2 separate regions of the Pan troglodytes genome follow, and region 2 is linked to region 1. Evidence: chromatin contacts called from public capture Hi-C data. All regions are on one chromosome and are shown on one strand. The core of a region is the stretch at or near the end of the contact, and the rest is flanking DNA. Distances in the headings are between cores, read along the strand shown. Region 1 holds the start of GPR37L1 (G protein-coupled receptor 37 like 1). Region 2 holds the start of SHISA4 (shisa family member 4).

Evidence for each region. Capture Hi-C pulls out chosen DNA fragments and counts their contacts.
Region 2: a capture Hi-C map of stem cell-derived neural stem cells shows a contact between it and region 1, with 4 times the contacts expected there. The contact joins the promoter of SHISA4 here to the promoter of GPR37L1 in region 1. A contact is called at or near these places in 3 of 7 Hi-C or Micro-C datasets (induced pluripotent stem cells and stem cell-derived neural progenitor cells) and 1 of 1 other capture datasets (stem cell-derived neural stem cells).

The regions. Positions count from the first base shown.
Region 1 is chr1:46,970,486-46,978,366 of NHGRI_mPanTro3-v2.0_pri, reverse strand. GPR37L1 (G protein-coupled receptor 37 like 1) reads left to right here and starts at 4,048. Exons shown (of 2, transcript XM_514100.9): 1 at 4,048-4,820. The coding sequence starts at 4,191.
Region 2 is chr1:47,204,356-47,212,236 of NHGRI_mPanTro3-v2.0_pri, reverse strand. It overlaps SHISA4 (shisa family member 4), which reads left to right and starts at 3,190. Exons shown (of 5, transcript XM_001140118.6): 1 at 3,190-3,578; 2 at 3,956-4,127; 3 at 4,966-5,099; 4 at 5,909-6,076; 5 at 6,308-6,814. The coding sequence starts at 3,506. The coding sequence ends at 6,354.

The sequences.
Region 1 (7,881 bases), core at 2,799-5,298:
GGATCATGGAGAGACACTCCCAAGGGCTAGGAAAGCCTTCCATCTCTGCCTGGCATGCTTCTGAATAGGGGAGATGGCTCCAGCTTGTCCAGAGAGAGGAATCTTCCTAAAGTAGAACTACAGGTAGGAGAAAAGTACTTTTGGGGGACCCATGCTGGGCACCCTCCAGGGGGGTGGAGGGGAAGAGTAGGCACATCCCCCATCCCTTTAGTCTCAGCCCCTGGGAACACACCCTGTCCCCTATCATCTCTTTTCAGATGGCCTTCTCAGACAGCCACAGAAGGTCTGTGGGCAGGACCTGGGCAGAGTGGGATGGGTTAAGATCCGATGGGGTGAAGGGCTGAGGCCAGGCCCTTAACTACCATCACTGGACATTTGGTTCCACCTAGTGGCCTCTGATGTTCCAACCGTTCTCACAGAGACGGGCACAAGGGGGTGCCCTTTCAGGCATTCAGTGTTTATTGAGCACCTACTCTGTGTGAGGCAAAATGTGAGGTTTGATGGAGGCATATCCATGAGCATAAAGAGGCTGGGCACGGTAGCTCACGCCTGTAATCCCACCATTTTGGGAGGCTGAGGTGGGTGGATTGCTTGAGCTCAGGAGGTCTAGACCAGCCTAGGTGATACAGACAGACCCTATGTCTACCAAAAAAAACACAAAAGGCTGGGCATGGTGGCATGTGCCTGTGGGCCCAGCTACTTGGGAGGCTGAGGTGGGAGGATCAGTTGAGCCCAGGAGGAGTTGAGGCTGCAGTGAGCCTAGATCCTGCCACTGCACTCCAATCTGGGTGACAGAGCGAGACCCTGTCTCTGAAATAAAATAAAATAAAATAAAATAAGAAGCAGAAGGTCAGGCAGGGTGTGTGCACCTGTAGTCCTAGCTACTCTGGAGGCTGAGGTGGAAGGATTGCTTGATCCCAGGAGTTCAAGTCTGCAGTGAGTATGATCATGTCACTGTGCTCTAGCCTGGGCAATAGAGCAGGACTCTGTCTCTGAATTTTTTTTTTTTTTAAAGAGCAGAGAACTAACATTTATTCTGCTCACACATACCAGCCCTGGGCTTGGGTCCATACTGTGTTGGCACGTGCCTGTGGAGCACTGAGGATCCCACAGCAGAGACAGGACTGCCAAGTGCCTGGCCTGGTCACTTGGCTTCTCTGGACTTCAGTTTCCACTCCTGAAAAATAAGAAGGTTGGTGTAGATTATCTCTAGCATCTCTTCCTATGTTAGAATTCTGTGAAGTCACACAAAGGAGTGGTTAAGAGTTTCAGCTTTGGGCTGGGTGAGGTGGCTCACACCTGTATTCCCAGAACTTTGGGAGGCTGAGGCGGGTAAATCATTCGAGCTCAGGAGTTTGAGATCAGCCTGGGCAACATGGCAAAAAGCCTGTCTCTACTAAAAATACAAAAATTAGTCAGGTGTGGTGGTGCACACCTGTGGTCCCAGCTACTCTGGAGGCTGAGGTGGGAGGATTGTTTGAGCCTGGGAGGCTGAGGTTGCCGTGAGCCAAGATCATGCCACTGCACTCCAGCCAGGGCAACAGAGCCAGACCCTGTCTCAAAAAAAAAAGAGTTTTAGCTTTGGAGTTGGACAAACCTACATTTGGATCCCAGCTGTCATTCACTAGCTGTGTGTTCTTAGGAAAGTTGCCTTACCTTTCAGAGTCTAGGGCAATAATATAAAGATTAAGTGACAATTATAGCAAGCATTTAGCACAGAGTGTGGCACTTGGTGAGTGGTGATGCTGCAGATGATGGATGATTCTAGTTACCCAAATCCCCAAATAGCACACCTCTCATCTCCTCTCCTCTCCCCTCCCCTCCCCTCCCCCAACTTCCTTTCCTTTTCTCTTTCTTTTTTGATGGAATCTTGCTCTGTCGCCCAGGCTGGAGTACATTGGCCGCAATCTCAGCTCACTGCAACCTCCGCCTCCCGGGTTCAAGTGATTCTCCTGCCTCAGCCTTCTAAATAGCTGGGATTACAGGTGCCTGCCACCACGCCTGGCTAATTTTTTTTTTTTTTTTTTTTTTTTTTGTATTTTTAGTAGAGACGGGGTTTCACCATGTTGGTCAGGCTGGTCTTGAACTCCTGACCTTGTGATCTGCCCACCTCAGCCTCCCAAAGTGCTGGGATTACACACATGAGCCACTGCATCTGGCCCTTTTTTTTTTTTTGAGACAGAGTCTTGCTCTGTTGCCCAGGCTGGAGTGCAGTGGCATGATCTCGGATCAGTGCAACCTCTGCCTCCTGGGTTCAAGTGATTCTGATGCCCTAGCCTCCCAAGTAGCTGGGATTACAGGTGTCACTGCCACATCTGTCCAATTTTTGTATTTTTAGTAGAGATGGGTTTTCACCATGTTGGCTGGGCTGGTGAAGGTGGTAGGTTTCAATGACAGCAGCATAATGCTGTGGGAGTTGGGAGGAGGGAATGATCTGACTCACTCTGGGGCAGGTCTTCGAGTTAATTCTCCAGTGGATTCTCCTAGGCATCATGTGGTCCGTCCTCAGAACTGTGCCTCCCTAATGTGGCTGAGTGGATTCACTACCCACCCCACGCTTGGGCTCTGCCTCGACCACTCCCTCCCATGCACAGCCAAAGCCCCTCAAAGCTGCTGGTTTTCCTTGACTCTGGGCTTCTCTCCATCACCCACTGCCTCCCAACAGAACCCCCGGTCTCTGCATCCTCCTGTTCCAGATTGCTAGGACCCCAGCTGCCCATCAGGGACCCCTCTAAAATAACTTAGTTGAGTCATTGTTTGTTTACTTAACAACCTGTGATATTCTCCATTGCTTATGGGATAAAATCTAAACTCCTTGGCTTGGCATACAAAGTCCTTTACAGTCCAGTTCCTCCTCTGCTGATATTTCCAAGCTCTTTGTCCCAAGTGCCCATGCTCTCTCCCCACCTCCCTTGCACTCTAGTCCCCTTGACAGACTTGCTCTCTTGCGGGAACATCACCCACTTCCACATCACCCAGCCTTTGTGTGTGCTGTGTCTTCTGCCTAGAGCACCCTCCCTTCCCGTAGTCTGTCAGGCAAGCTCACAGCCATTTCTCGGGATCCATTCAAATGTCACCTCGCTTGGGAGGCCTTCCAGATCCCCCCCAGATTTTCTTGGGTTCCCTCAGCATCATGACCTTTGCCTTTCATAGCATCTATCATGCTGAACTTACACATTTACTTCCTTCTCTGGACTGAAAGCTCATTGGTGGCAGAGATCCTTTACATTTTTGTATTCTGAGTGTCTGGAACACAACACGTAGTCACTAAAGATGTGTTATTGCAAATGTCCACATGTCTTGTGTCTGGCTCAGAATATGGTGTTTTAGGCCGGGTGCGGTGGCTCCCAGCACTTTGGGAGGCTGAGGCAGGCGGATCACCTGAGGTCAGGAGTTTGAGACCAGCCTGGTCAACACGGTGAAACCCTGTCTCTACTAAAAATACAAAAATTAGCCGGGTATGGTGGCGGGCACTACAGTAACTGTAATCCCAGTTACTCAGGGGGCTGAGGCAGGAGAATCACTTGAACCCAGGAGGCGGAAGCTGCAGTGAGCCAAGACCGCGCCATTGCACTCCAGCCTGGGCAACCGAAAAAAAAAAAAAATTAGAAATCTCTGGAGTCAGATCTGGGTTGTGGGCCTTGCTCTGCCTTGTATCAACTATGTGGCAAGTGACTGACCTCTACAAACCTCAGATTTGTGATCTGAGATTAATCAAGGGTTAATTGAGAAACCAGCTGAGTGCTAGCACCTAGTAAGTGTTCAGTAAGTGACAGTGATGGTTATTGCTGAGTTTTGAATGGAGGAGCTGCCTTAGAATCAGGAGACCTGCGCCCCAGTTCCCATTCTGCCCCACCTCCCTGTGTCACCCTAGGCAGGCCACATTTCCTCCCTAGTTTCAGGGGCCTGAAGCAGATGCCCTCTTAGGGCCCCGCAGCCTGACATGCTGTAGGGCCTAAGAAGCGGCGTCGTGGAGGACGAGATGTGTGAGGGCAGCAAAGAGTGCTATGTGTCCAGCAGAGGGCCCTGCCCGGCCTGTGGCCGGAGGCTGGGAGGGAGGGCAGGCGAGTGATGCCAGACGCCTGACTGGAGGCGGATCCAGCCGGCCAGCTGCCTCTCTGGAGCCCAGCTCTTGGGCCCCCTGCACTCACCTGCTCTTCCTGGGCTGGCTGTCTCCTGCTCATCCAGCCATGCGGTGGCTGTGGCCCCTGGCTGTCTCTCTTGCTGTGATTTTGGCTGTGGGGCTAAGCAGGGTCTCTGGGGGTGCCCCCCTGCACCTGGGCAGGCACAGAGCTGAGACCCAGGAGCAGCAGAGCCGATCCAAGAGGGGCACCGAGGATGAGGAGGCCAAGGGCGTGCAGCAGTATGTGCCTGAGGAGTGGGCGGAGTACCCCCGGCCCATTCACCCTGCTGGCCTGCAGCCCACCAAGCCCTTGGTGGCCACCAGCCCTAACCCCGACAAGGATGGGGGCACCCCAGACAGTGGGCAGGAACTGAGGGGCAATCTGACAGGGGCACCAGGGCAGAGGCTACAGATCCAGAACCCCCTGTATCCGGTGACCGAGAGCTCCTACAGTGCCTATGCCATCATGCTTCTGGCGCTGGTGGTGTTTGCGGTGGGCATTGTGGGCAACCTGTCGGTCATGTGCATCGTGTGGCACAGCTACTACCTGAAGAGTGCCTGGAACTCCATCCTTGCCAGCCTGGCCCTCTGGGATTTTCTGGTCCTCTTTTTCTGCCTCCCTATTGTCATCTTCAACGAGATCACCAAGCAGAGGCTACTGGGTGACGTTTCTTGTCGGGCCGTGCCCTTCATGGAGGTGAGTGTGTGTTCTGTTTGAGCTCTGCTGGGAGGCTGCAATCCAGGGAAGGGATTCAAAATCTCCATCAGGTCTTTGGAAATGGAATTTGTGGGTGTGCAAAACCTGAGTCTTGGAGCTCTGACTTGCTTCTCCTTTACCTTGGAGAAGGAGACAAATATGGTATTGGTTTCTGGTTGCTCTCAAGAGAAGTAGGCAGGTCAGGGGGACAGGCGGGTGTGTGGGGCCCCTGGGTTCCAGCCCCAGCCTGATCTTCTGCTTCGGGAGCAACCTCAAGGCAGGTCTTTGCCACTTTCTCCAGACCCTAAGCTGCCCTCTCCCTTCCTCAGCCCTTCTCCCCTGTCCCACCCAAGATCCCTCTGTCCTTTGTTGTGACTCCTCTTCTTTCCTCTGTACCCCCTGCCGCTGCCCTGCTCCCACAGCTCCCTTCGCTGCTCCTCCATCTCCTGCCTCCCGAAGGAGTGCCTGAAGGGAGAGCCCAATTTCCTTCACACCCCTCTGGATCAAGTCAGCATCCACTCCACGAGAATACAAGCACCAGAAGCAAAAGACCGCTCCGTTCTTCCCTCCCTGCTGGGATGCTCATTGTTATCGTTGTCATTTCCATCAGCAACTTCCTAGATCCTCTCTGAAAGGGATACCTGGTTCTGGGCACTGGAACTAATGGGGGGCTCTAGTCTCAGCTCTGCCACTGACATACCGGGCGTCACTGGGCAGGTTGCATTACCTCTCCAATTTCTTTATCTCCCAACCAGGGCGGGTAGACCAGATGGTCCTTCCAGGGGGCCTGTTTCATAGTTCTAAAGTATATCACTATGCCCTTACTTCTGGTAGCGTCTACAATAAGTCCATGGGTGTCAAAGGATATGTAGAGCATAGAGAGACAACTTAAAACACTGCAGAAACATACTGATGTGTGCATTTATGCAAGACACAGCAAGGCCACCCTCTCTGTCTCTGTAAGACAAAATAAGCAAACAGTCTTTCAAATTTTGGCTGCATGGAGTGTAATGGAGTGACTGTGGTCTCCCTGTGAAGCTGCTGTTCCTTCGTGAATGATGCTGCATGACAAGGGGGACTTGCCTGGCCGGAGAAGGGCTCAGGATCAGGCATACGGACACAGGTCCTATTCCAAGGTCTGTCCCCACCTCACCATGTAACAATGATGATGTCATAGTTGGACAGACTCCCTGAGTCTCAGCAGTGGGTACAGTCCTTTCCTGTCCTTCCCAACCCAGGGAGACTAACAGTGGTACAAAGTTACTCCACCCTGAAAGAAGACCCTGTGCCAGGCACAGTGGCTCATGCCTATAATCCCAGCACTTTGGGAGGCCGAGGCAGGTGGATCACTTGAGGTCAGGAGTTCGAGACCAGCCTGGCCAACGTGGTGAAGCCCCATCTCTACTAAAAATAAAAAATTAGCCGGGTGTGGTGGCACGCACCTGCAGTCCCAGGTACTCAGGAGGCTGAGGCAGGAGAATCGCTTGAACTTGGCAGGCAGAGGTTGCAGTGAGCCAAGATTGCGCAGCCTGGGTGACAGAGTGAAATTCTGTCTCAAAAAAAAAAAAAAAAAAAAAAAAGACCCTGCAACTGGAGAGAGGCTTTGCATTCTTAGTTATCATCTTGTGCTCACGACCCAGGTGAGCTGTGCGTGCTTAGACACAGGACTCTGAAATTGAGCAGACTAGATTAGAAACTGGGCTTTTCCCGTCACTAGCTGTGTGATTTGGTAGATTACTTTAACTACCTAAATCTCAATTTCCTCATTGGTAAATTGGGGATAATAATAATAATAGCTATCTGGGTGAATTCTTAAGGGATTAAATGGGTGATGTCTATACAGTGCTTAGAATTAAAATGGTATAGAGGAGAAGGGGAAAAGGGCAGACACACACGACCTCTGTTTGCATGTGGCTGGTAGGTCAATGAACACCTGGCCCTACCTGACTGTGGGTCCTGACATATGTAATGTCCTCCTGGGCCAGCCCCTCCACACCTCCTGGAGGATAGAGATGAACCACAGGCTGGTAGACAGTCTTCCTTCTAGGCTGGGTGGTGGGACAGGAGGAGGGAGAAAACACTCTTTCTTTTTTTGAGACAAGAGTCTCACTCTGTCACCCACAACACCCTTCTTCTTTATTTGAGACGGAGTCTCATTCTGTCACCCAGAGTGGAATGCCGTGGTGTAATCTCAGCTCATTGCAACCTCCGCCTCCCAGGTTCAAACAATCCTCCCACCTCAGCCTCCCAAGTAGCTGGTACCGCAGGCGTGCGGTACCACGCCCGGCTAATTTTTGTATTTTTGGTAGAGACAGGGTTTCACCATATTGCCCAGGCTGATCTCCAACCCCTGAGCTCAAGCAATCTGCCTGCCTTGGTCTCCCAAAGTACTGGGATTACAGGTGTGATCCACCGCGCCCAGCAACACCCTTTTATAGGGAGGATCTCAGGATGGTGCTGAGGAGGGAGCAGGAGAGGGCAGCTTGGAATAAAACTTGAGATATTTTTGAGATGTAAAATAGAAGGGCAGGGCTGGGCACAGTGGCTCACCCCTGTAATCCCAGCACTTTGGGAGGCCAAGGTGGGTGGATCACAAGGTCAGGAGATTAAGACCATCCTGGCCAACATGGTGAAACCCCATCTCTACTAAAAGTACAAAAATTAGCTGGGTGTGGTGGCGCACACCTATAATCCCAGCTACTCGGGAGGCTGAGGCAGGAGAATCACTTGAACCCGGGAGGTGGAGGTTGCAGTGAGCTGTGATTGCGCCACTGCACTCCAGCCTGGGTGACAGAGTGAGACTCTCGGGAAAAAAAAAAAAAAAAGGAGAGAGAATGGCATTTCTACCCAAGCCTGAAGCCTGTGCCTCCGCAGGCCTGGGCTCCCCTGCCAAGAGAGGGGGTTGGGGTTCCCACAAAGAACACTTGGTGGCCGTGCTAAAAGCCGGGGATTGTGTTCCCCCAGCCAGAAGAGGGAAGAATTTGGACAGGAGGGGGATCTGAGCACAATCCCTGAGTGTGGCTGAGCAGTGTCTGATGGTGCGGGAGGGTCCCCTCTTCCT
Region 2 (7,881 bases), core at 1,941-4,440, 230 kb before region 1:
GTAATGTAGAGTGCATTCCTGGAGAGCACTGACTGACCAGAGGCAGGAATTAGGAAAGGAATGGAGTTTCCCTTATCTTGGAATGGTTCAACAAACCACTGGCCAGACAAAAGTGGAGGCAGGAGCCTCCACGGCCAAACAGCATGGGTGGGGTAGGACCAGGGTGGGATGGAGCCTCCAGGGCTCATGGCCCAGGAAAGTAAGGAAGGCCTCAGGAATGCCTGTGTCAGTCTGCTCTGATAGAGGAGCATGGAAGAGGTTGGGAGGAGCCCTGGGCTGGTCATTCAGCCCAGGAGTGAGGTGACTCAGCAGAGCACTCCTACCACAGCCCCCAGCCAAGCCCAAACTGGGTCACAGGCAGGGTCCCAGCCCTTCCCCTCCTCCTGCCTTTCCCCACTTCAGATATCCCTGGCTACCTTCTCACCACATGCAGAGGCCTGCTAGAGATAAGGGGTGGGCATCAAAGTTTCCCTGAATACATGCTTTTTATGCCAGGCATAGCACTGAACATTTTAGACTTGTTTTTTTGTTTGTTTGAGATGGAGTTTCGCTCTTGTTGCCCAGGCTGGAATGCAATGGCGATTCCCGGGTTCAAGCCTACCGGGTTCAAGTGATTCTCTTGCCTCAGCCTCCCGAGCAGCTAGGATTACAGGCATGTGCCACCACACCCAGCTAATTTTGTATTTTTAGTAGAGACGGGGTTTCTACATGTTGATCAGGCTGGTCTCCAACTCCCGACCTCAGGTGATCTGCCTGCCTTGGCCTCCCAAAGTGTTGGGATTACAAGCGTGAGCCACCGTGCCTGGCCCTTTAGACTTGTTTAAAGAGAAGCAGGTGGTGAAGCTGAAGGGCCTGGGCTTTGAAGCCACAAAAGTCGAACTGCAAATCCCAGCAGTGTGAGCTGGGGGAATTGAAGTTCTTCCAACTTCAGTTTCCTCATCTGTACAATGGAATGAGCTCATCGGCAATGTTCGCTGCCGGTGGTATCATTACCATCATATTCCAGACACCCTGAGGAGAACCTCCTACTGGCAAAGCCTATGTTTTGTCTCATCTGATCACAAATTACTCTGCCTCCTCTTTTCCAGGAAAGCGTTTCCTTCCCTTGCTGGGGATTAAGAGACCAGCTTGGTGAGCGGGGTTTATTCCTGCCTGCCCTTACCTAGAGAAGGTGTAGTGAAGCCCTTCCAGGCCTGAAGATTTAGACAACTTCTTCCAGGGCCCCCAGTCCTCCCACCCAAGCCCCTCCTCACTCCTGGCCAATCTACAGACTCTTTCAAGACCCAGGTTCATTATGGCGACATAAGCTAGCCCCAGCTCTCCATCTCCGAGCTCCAGCATCCCTTGTCAAGGTGAAGTGCCAGTTCTCCCAGTGCAGCCAGTTCTCCCCTCTGGTTGGCCCACAGCCCCCTCTCTTCACTCTCTGTCCTAGTCTAGTCACCTCCCATCCCATGAACTGAAACACATTCTTAGAATTTTGCAATTAGAAAATCACTGATGATGTTGGTACGTGCTAGGTGTCATTGCAAGCTGGAAGTGTCAACTAGGGGTATACATTTTGAGGAGGGCTAGTTGGAGAAAAAAGCAGGAAAGTAGCTAGAGAGGGATGAGTTTTAGGAAGGATGTGGTTTGGTTTGCTTTGCTTTGCTTTGCTTTGCTTTAAATAGGAGAAACTTGAGATTTCTTAGGGAAAAGAAGCTGGTAAGGTGTGAGAAGCTAAAGACACTAAAGAGATGGGATAATGAAGAGACAAATCAGCAGGGGTCAAGGGTACACATGGGAGATTCAGCCCTGGGCAGGAAAGACAGTCCCTTATCTGAAGATGATTCAACCAACAATGACAACACTGATGGCTAGGGCTGGATGGCAACATTGAACACAGCCACGTGGTCCCTGCAGTCATGGAGCTTTTAGTGTAGGAAAGAGGAGATGGATGGCAATGGGCACACTGAGTAGGTGGTGCTGGATTCAGAGGCGTCTCTCTTTGTCCCTGCTGCTGCATTTATGACTGTGTCCTGCGTGAGGACATACTCTTGCCCATCAGGCTACCAGCAACTTTCTGGGGCAGGAGCCTATCCTCTCCTATTCCAGCTCTCTTGGGTAGGTGTGCCAGCACCCACAGGGGCCCAGGATGGGGTAGCTCCTCTTTCGGCTGTCCTTCCCTAACCTACTAAGATTCTACTGGGCCTTCCATGGACCTGTCCTGATTCTCTCACCCCAGAACACAAGAAATACTCACTGTCTACACTGTCTGCTGTTGCGGCTGGGGATCAACCCTGATTTAGATTTGGGTCTTCCTGATGCCTCTACCATTTACTGGCTGTATTACCTTGAACAAGTTCTTTAACCTCCATGAGTCCTAGTTTCTCAGTCTGTGAAATGCGATTGATAACACTGACGAACCTTGCTTAGTTCATGGAGTTGTGGAAAGATTCCAGTGAGGTAGATGTGGAAGCCCAGAAGTGTGTGAAAGGGTGTACATGGCAGGGGATTAAGGTAGGCTTTTGATGATCTCCCTGGCTTAATTTGCAGTTCCTCAGAGGGTACCTCATGTAGCATGGGGCATAGTCACTGGCACTCAGTATAAACCTGTGAAGACCTCTCCCATCCTAAAACACTGTTTCCACCTGGAATTAACTGTTGCCCACCTGAAATTAACTGTTGCCCTCCCTGTGCTCTGGTGGCTATTGCAGTACAGGCTTGCTCTGTGAAGGGCTTTCACTGTGAAGAGTGTCTAACTGGATGGGCCCCAGGTGGCCCCAGCAGCCTGCCTTCCCTGCTAGTGAGGCCATGGGCTGGTGCATGCCAGCTCTGTCCACTTGAAGGGGGAAGGGTCCATCGTAGGGAGCCAGTGCAGCTGGCAGGGTCCAGGCCTGTGGGCACCGCTGGGGACAAAGCCACTCTGAATGCCTCTCAATGAGTGCTTGTGTTCTGGGAATGGGGGCGGGGTGACATCCAGCCTCTTTCCCTCTCCGCCCCCGACAGGATGTCCCAGGCTGGACGCGGCAGAGGAGGTCCCCCACAAGTGAAGGTCCAGCCCTGCTCCTCCAGGGTTGGCCCATGTGTCTGGGCATTCGGAGGTGGCACCAGGATCAGGGCTTCTGGAGTCCAGCATAGTGATTGGGCCCAGGCCGGGGGCGGGTCCAGGACACAGCCAGGCTTCCCTGGCCGCAGTGCCCAACTGCCCGCAGTGCCCATGGTGGCTCGGATGGGAGGAACCACCGCGGAGCCGGGGACAGGGGGAGCAGGGCAGTGCTCTGCTGGGTGAGGGGCACCCAGCTCCAGAGGCTAGGTGGGCGTCGCTGGTGGGTGGACTCCTGGGCGCTGCGCGGAGCCGCGCCGGCTGGGTTAGCGCGGGCGGGGCGCTTAGTCCCACCCCCAGAGGAGGCGGAAGAGGAGCCCGAGCCTGGCCGCGGGCTGGGCCCCGCCGCAGCTCCAGCTGGCCGGCTTGGTCCTGCGGTCCCTTCTCTGGGAGGCCCGACCCCGGCCGCGCCCAGCCCCCACCATGCCACCCGCGGGGCTCCGCCGGGCCGCGCCGCTCACCGCAATCGCTCTGTTGGTGCTGGGGGCTCCCCTGGGTAAGGGGATGGGGAGTCATGCGGCAGGAGTGGGATGGGGGCGGAGGAAGGGGAGGGACCGATCCGAGGGGCTTGGGCTCAGGGCTTCTCCGAGACCCTCCGGCTGCCACGGGAGACTTGGGTGTTGCTGGGTCCTCAAGAAGCGGGAAGAGGGAGCTCCAGGATGCTGGGCCATGGGAGGCTGATCCCGGGGTGCAGGGTCAGCTTCAGGCAGAGGCCTCGGGGGCTCTGGGGCTGAGACCCTCAGGGTGGAGACAAGGGGCAACCCTCAGTGTTCGGGAGCCGTCAGGCTGGGGACCGCCGGGGGAGTGGGGCCGAGCGCGGCTGGGGATGAACTGGCCTGGTGGCCACTGGGCACCCCCAATCCCTGCCTGCAGCGCTGGCCGGCGAGGACTGCCTGTGGTACCTGGACCGGAATGGCTCCTGGCATCCGGGGTTTAACTGCGAGTTCTTCACCTTCTGCTGCGGGACCTGCTACCATCGGTACTGCTGCAGGGACCTGACCTTGCTCATCACCGAGAGGCAGCAGAAGCACTGCCTGGCCTTCAGGTGGGTTCCTGCCTCCTCACCCTCACCCCCTCCTCTATCCTTTTCTCCAGAGGCCTCCTCTTCCTCCCTCCCGGACTCCTGCCTCCTCCATTGTCGACCTCCACATTCTTAGCTGAATAGAGTCACCAGGACTCAAGCCTGGCGGCAGAGCTAGGTGCTTAGGTGCTGGTGCCTGGGAGTTCCAGAAAAGGCATGTTAGTTACCTTCATAGGCTTTGACTGGGCCCGGGGTTTCCAGGTTCTTTCTGGAGCCCTCCCTTTGGTCCTGCCAGGTCATGGGGAGGGAGGGTTCAAGGTTAACACCCGGACGACAGTGTAGCTTTGTGGAAGAAGCTCTGGCACAAAGGCAGGAGACTTGGGTTTGATTCCCAGGTCCACTTCTTACTAGCTGTGTGATCTTGGAGAAGACACTTGCCTTCTATGGGTCATTGCTTGCCAAATTAGTGGTTGTCAAACTTTTTAAAAAATATATCATATATAAAATAGATATAGAGACTTCTGATTGAAGCGGGGTTTGGAAAAAATGGCTCTAGATTATTTCTAAGGCTCCTTTCAGTGTTATGCTGTATGTCTAATCATTTAAGTTGTAGATATAAAAGCAATGGTTGGGGGCGCACTGCAAATCCCTGTATGCTTCACACTAGCCAGCCAGGCAGCATAGCCTTCTGGGAAGTGGAGGTCCTCTAAGATCTCCTTCACAGGGACTGGGCAGAGCCCCACAAGGAACCCCAAATCTCAGCATGCCATGGCCCCCCTGCTGGCCAGGAGTTGGAGCCAGCATAATGAGGACTCCGTCCTATGAGTGTTGGAAGGTGAGAGGACCTGTTCTTTGTCTAAAGTCCCAAGACCATAGCAGGCATCGCCTCAGCTGTGATCCTCTTTGTTGCTGTGGTTGCCACCACCATCTGCTGCTTCCTCTGTTCCTGTTGCTACCTGTACCGCCGGCGCCAGCAGCTCCAGAGCCCATTTGAAGGTACACCCAGTACTGGGCAAGATGGGCCTCAGATGGGCTGGGCTAAGTTCATGGGCAGCAGAGAGTTCATGGATTGGGTAAATTCTGTAGTAGTATGTGCTTCTGTATACACACACCTGCCAGCATGAAAACCCAGAAAAATGCTTGTAAACCCGTGAATATTAGAATGTGCCTGGGATATATGGAACATCAGACTTTGTGTGCATTTCTGTGCATACACATGAAGATTCAAATGTGTACAGGAGTGCAGTCTGTCAACAATAGTGGGTGCAGTGAGTGTATGCATGCATATGACTCTTAGTAAGTACACGGGGTCAGGTCTGTAGTGATGAACATTAATTGAGTGTGCTCCAGTGGATGGCAAAATATGTGCCTGAGTGTTGGCATGTGATGCACATATGCCACAACCTGATGGACATGGGGACAGTGATGCCATACGGGAGATCAGTGTGGGAGGGAAGGGCTAGGAGAAGACCCTCTTAGTGGCAGCTCTGCTGGATTACAGGATACCAGCCCTGAGCTGTCCCCTTCTTGCCCAAGTGAGATATTCCCTGGGCTGTGCTCCCTGGTTCATGAGGTATCTGAAACCTGCTGAGGGGAGCAAACTTGCTAAACACAGATTGACCAGCTGGGGCCACGTGCACAGCTCCCTGCTTAACTCTGCCAAGCAGGGTGTGGGAGGCAAAGATGGCCAGCCTGGAGCTTGCCAGAGGCCAGCACCAGGGTGCTTACCTTGGTTTCCTGGGCAGGAGGAGGAGGCTTCCCATAGGAGATGGGTCTCTGAATGCTGATCCTTCTCCCCCATCTAGGCCAGGAGATTCCAATGACAGGCATCCCAGTGCAGCCAGTATACCCATACCCCCAGGACCCCAAAGCTGGCCCTGCACCCCCACAGCCTGGCTTCATGTACCCACCTAGTGGTCCTGCTCCCCAATATCCACTCTACCCAGCTGGGCCCCCAGTCTACAACCCTGCAGGTAAGTAAGCAATCTGGAGCCCCTTGCTGCTGCCTTCCCCCACCCCTTGCCCTGCGACCTCCCCTGTGCCTCTCTTGTTCTCAGATTCCCTCTCCCAGACTTCCTCCACCTCTACCCCGAAACCTCCAGGCCCACTCTTCCCTATGGGTCCTGTCTGCCCCGGGGGCAGGGGTGTTACTTTTCGTCCACCTATGCCACCACTCACCCTCATCCTGTCTCTTTGGCTTTCAGCTCCTCCTCCCTATATGCCACCACAGCCCTCTTACCCGGGAGCCTGAGGAACCAGCCATGTCTCTGCTGCCCCTTCAGTGATGCCAACCTTGGGAGATGCCCTCATCCTGTACCTGCATCTGGTCCTGGAGGTGGCAGGAGTCCTCCAGCCACCAGGCCCCAGACCAAGCCAAGCCCTGGGCCCTACTGGGGACAGAGCCCCAGGGAAGTGGAACAGGAGCTGAACTAGAACTATGAGGGGTTGGGGGGAGGGCTTGGAATTATGGGCTATTTTTACTGGGGGCAAGGGAGGGAGATGACAGCCTGGGTCACAGTGCCTGTTTTCAAATAGTCCCTCTGCTCCCAAGATCCCAGCCAGGAAGGCTGGGGCCCTACTGTTTGTCCCCTCTGGGCTGGGGTGGGGGGAGGGAGGAGGTTCCGTCAGTAGCTGGTAGTAGCCCTCCTCTCTGGCTGCCCCACTGGCCAGATCTCTGGCCTGCTAGATTAAAGCTGTAAAGACATAACTCATATCAGTCGCATCATTGGACCCATCCACACCTTCCAGGAACACCGCCTTCAGCTGGGCCCAGACTGTTGCCCACTCCATATTCCAAAAGTAGGGGAGGGCCAGCACCAGCACCGGAGCACAGCACCATCCTCACCCCCATCCACAAGCAGACCAAGGCGGACTGTTCCTGGCTTCCTAAAGGCTTCCTAAAGACAATGAGGTGAATTTTGCCACAGCTCTGAAGAGATGCTCGTTTGCACTACAGATATTCCCTGCTAGGGATCAACAGCTCTACAACAGCTGAGGCACTGCTGACTGTACAAAGGCAGTTCCCATTCAGGTACCCTTAGATTCATTCTGGGCCCCACCACTTTCTGACCTTGGCCATGTCTCCAAAGGTTCCCAAGCCTCAATGTCCTTATCTATGGAATGGAGATAGGACGGGTGCGGTAGCTCATGCCTGTAATCTCAGTACTTTGAGAGGCCAAGGTGGGTGGATCGCCTGAGGTCAGGAGTTCAAGACCAGCCTGGCCAACATGGTGAATCCCTGTCTCTGCTAATATACAAAAAAAAATTATCCAGGCATTGTGGCAGGCACCTGTAATCCCAGCTACTCGGGAGGCTAAGGCAGGAGAATCGCTTGAACCCAGGAGGCTGGGGTTACATTGAGCCGAGATTGCGCCACTGTACTCCAGCCTGGGCAACAGAACCAGGATCTGTCTCTAAATAAATAAAAATAAATAAATAAATAAATAAATAAATAAATAAATAAATCAAATGGGGATAATACCCCATGGCTGTCAGGAGGGTGAAATAGTATGTACATGAAACTGTTAGTCCTGTACTTTCCTTCCTGATTAGAGATCCTAGAACTAGGAGCCAGGTAGAGACACTGGGTGACCCAAGAATCTGGTGCAAGGCGCTTCTGTCAGCTGCTTGGATTGCCAGTCCCCAGGCCCATGTCTGTGACCCCCACTGAGCCACACAGTGGGGGATATGACCTTTTCTCCCCCTCCTCCCACAAATATTGCCTAGAAGAGCCCCCCCCACCTCTGGAGCTGCCTGGCTGTCTTCCCTCTCCTTGTTC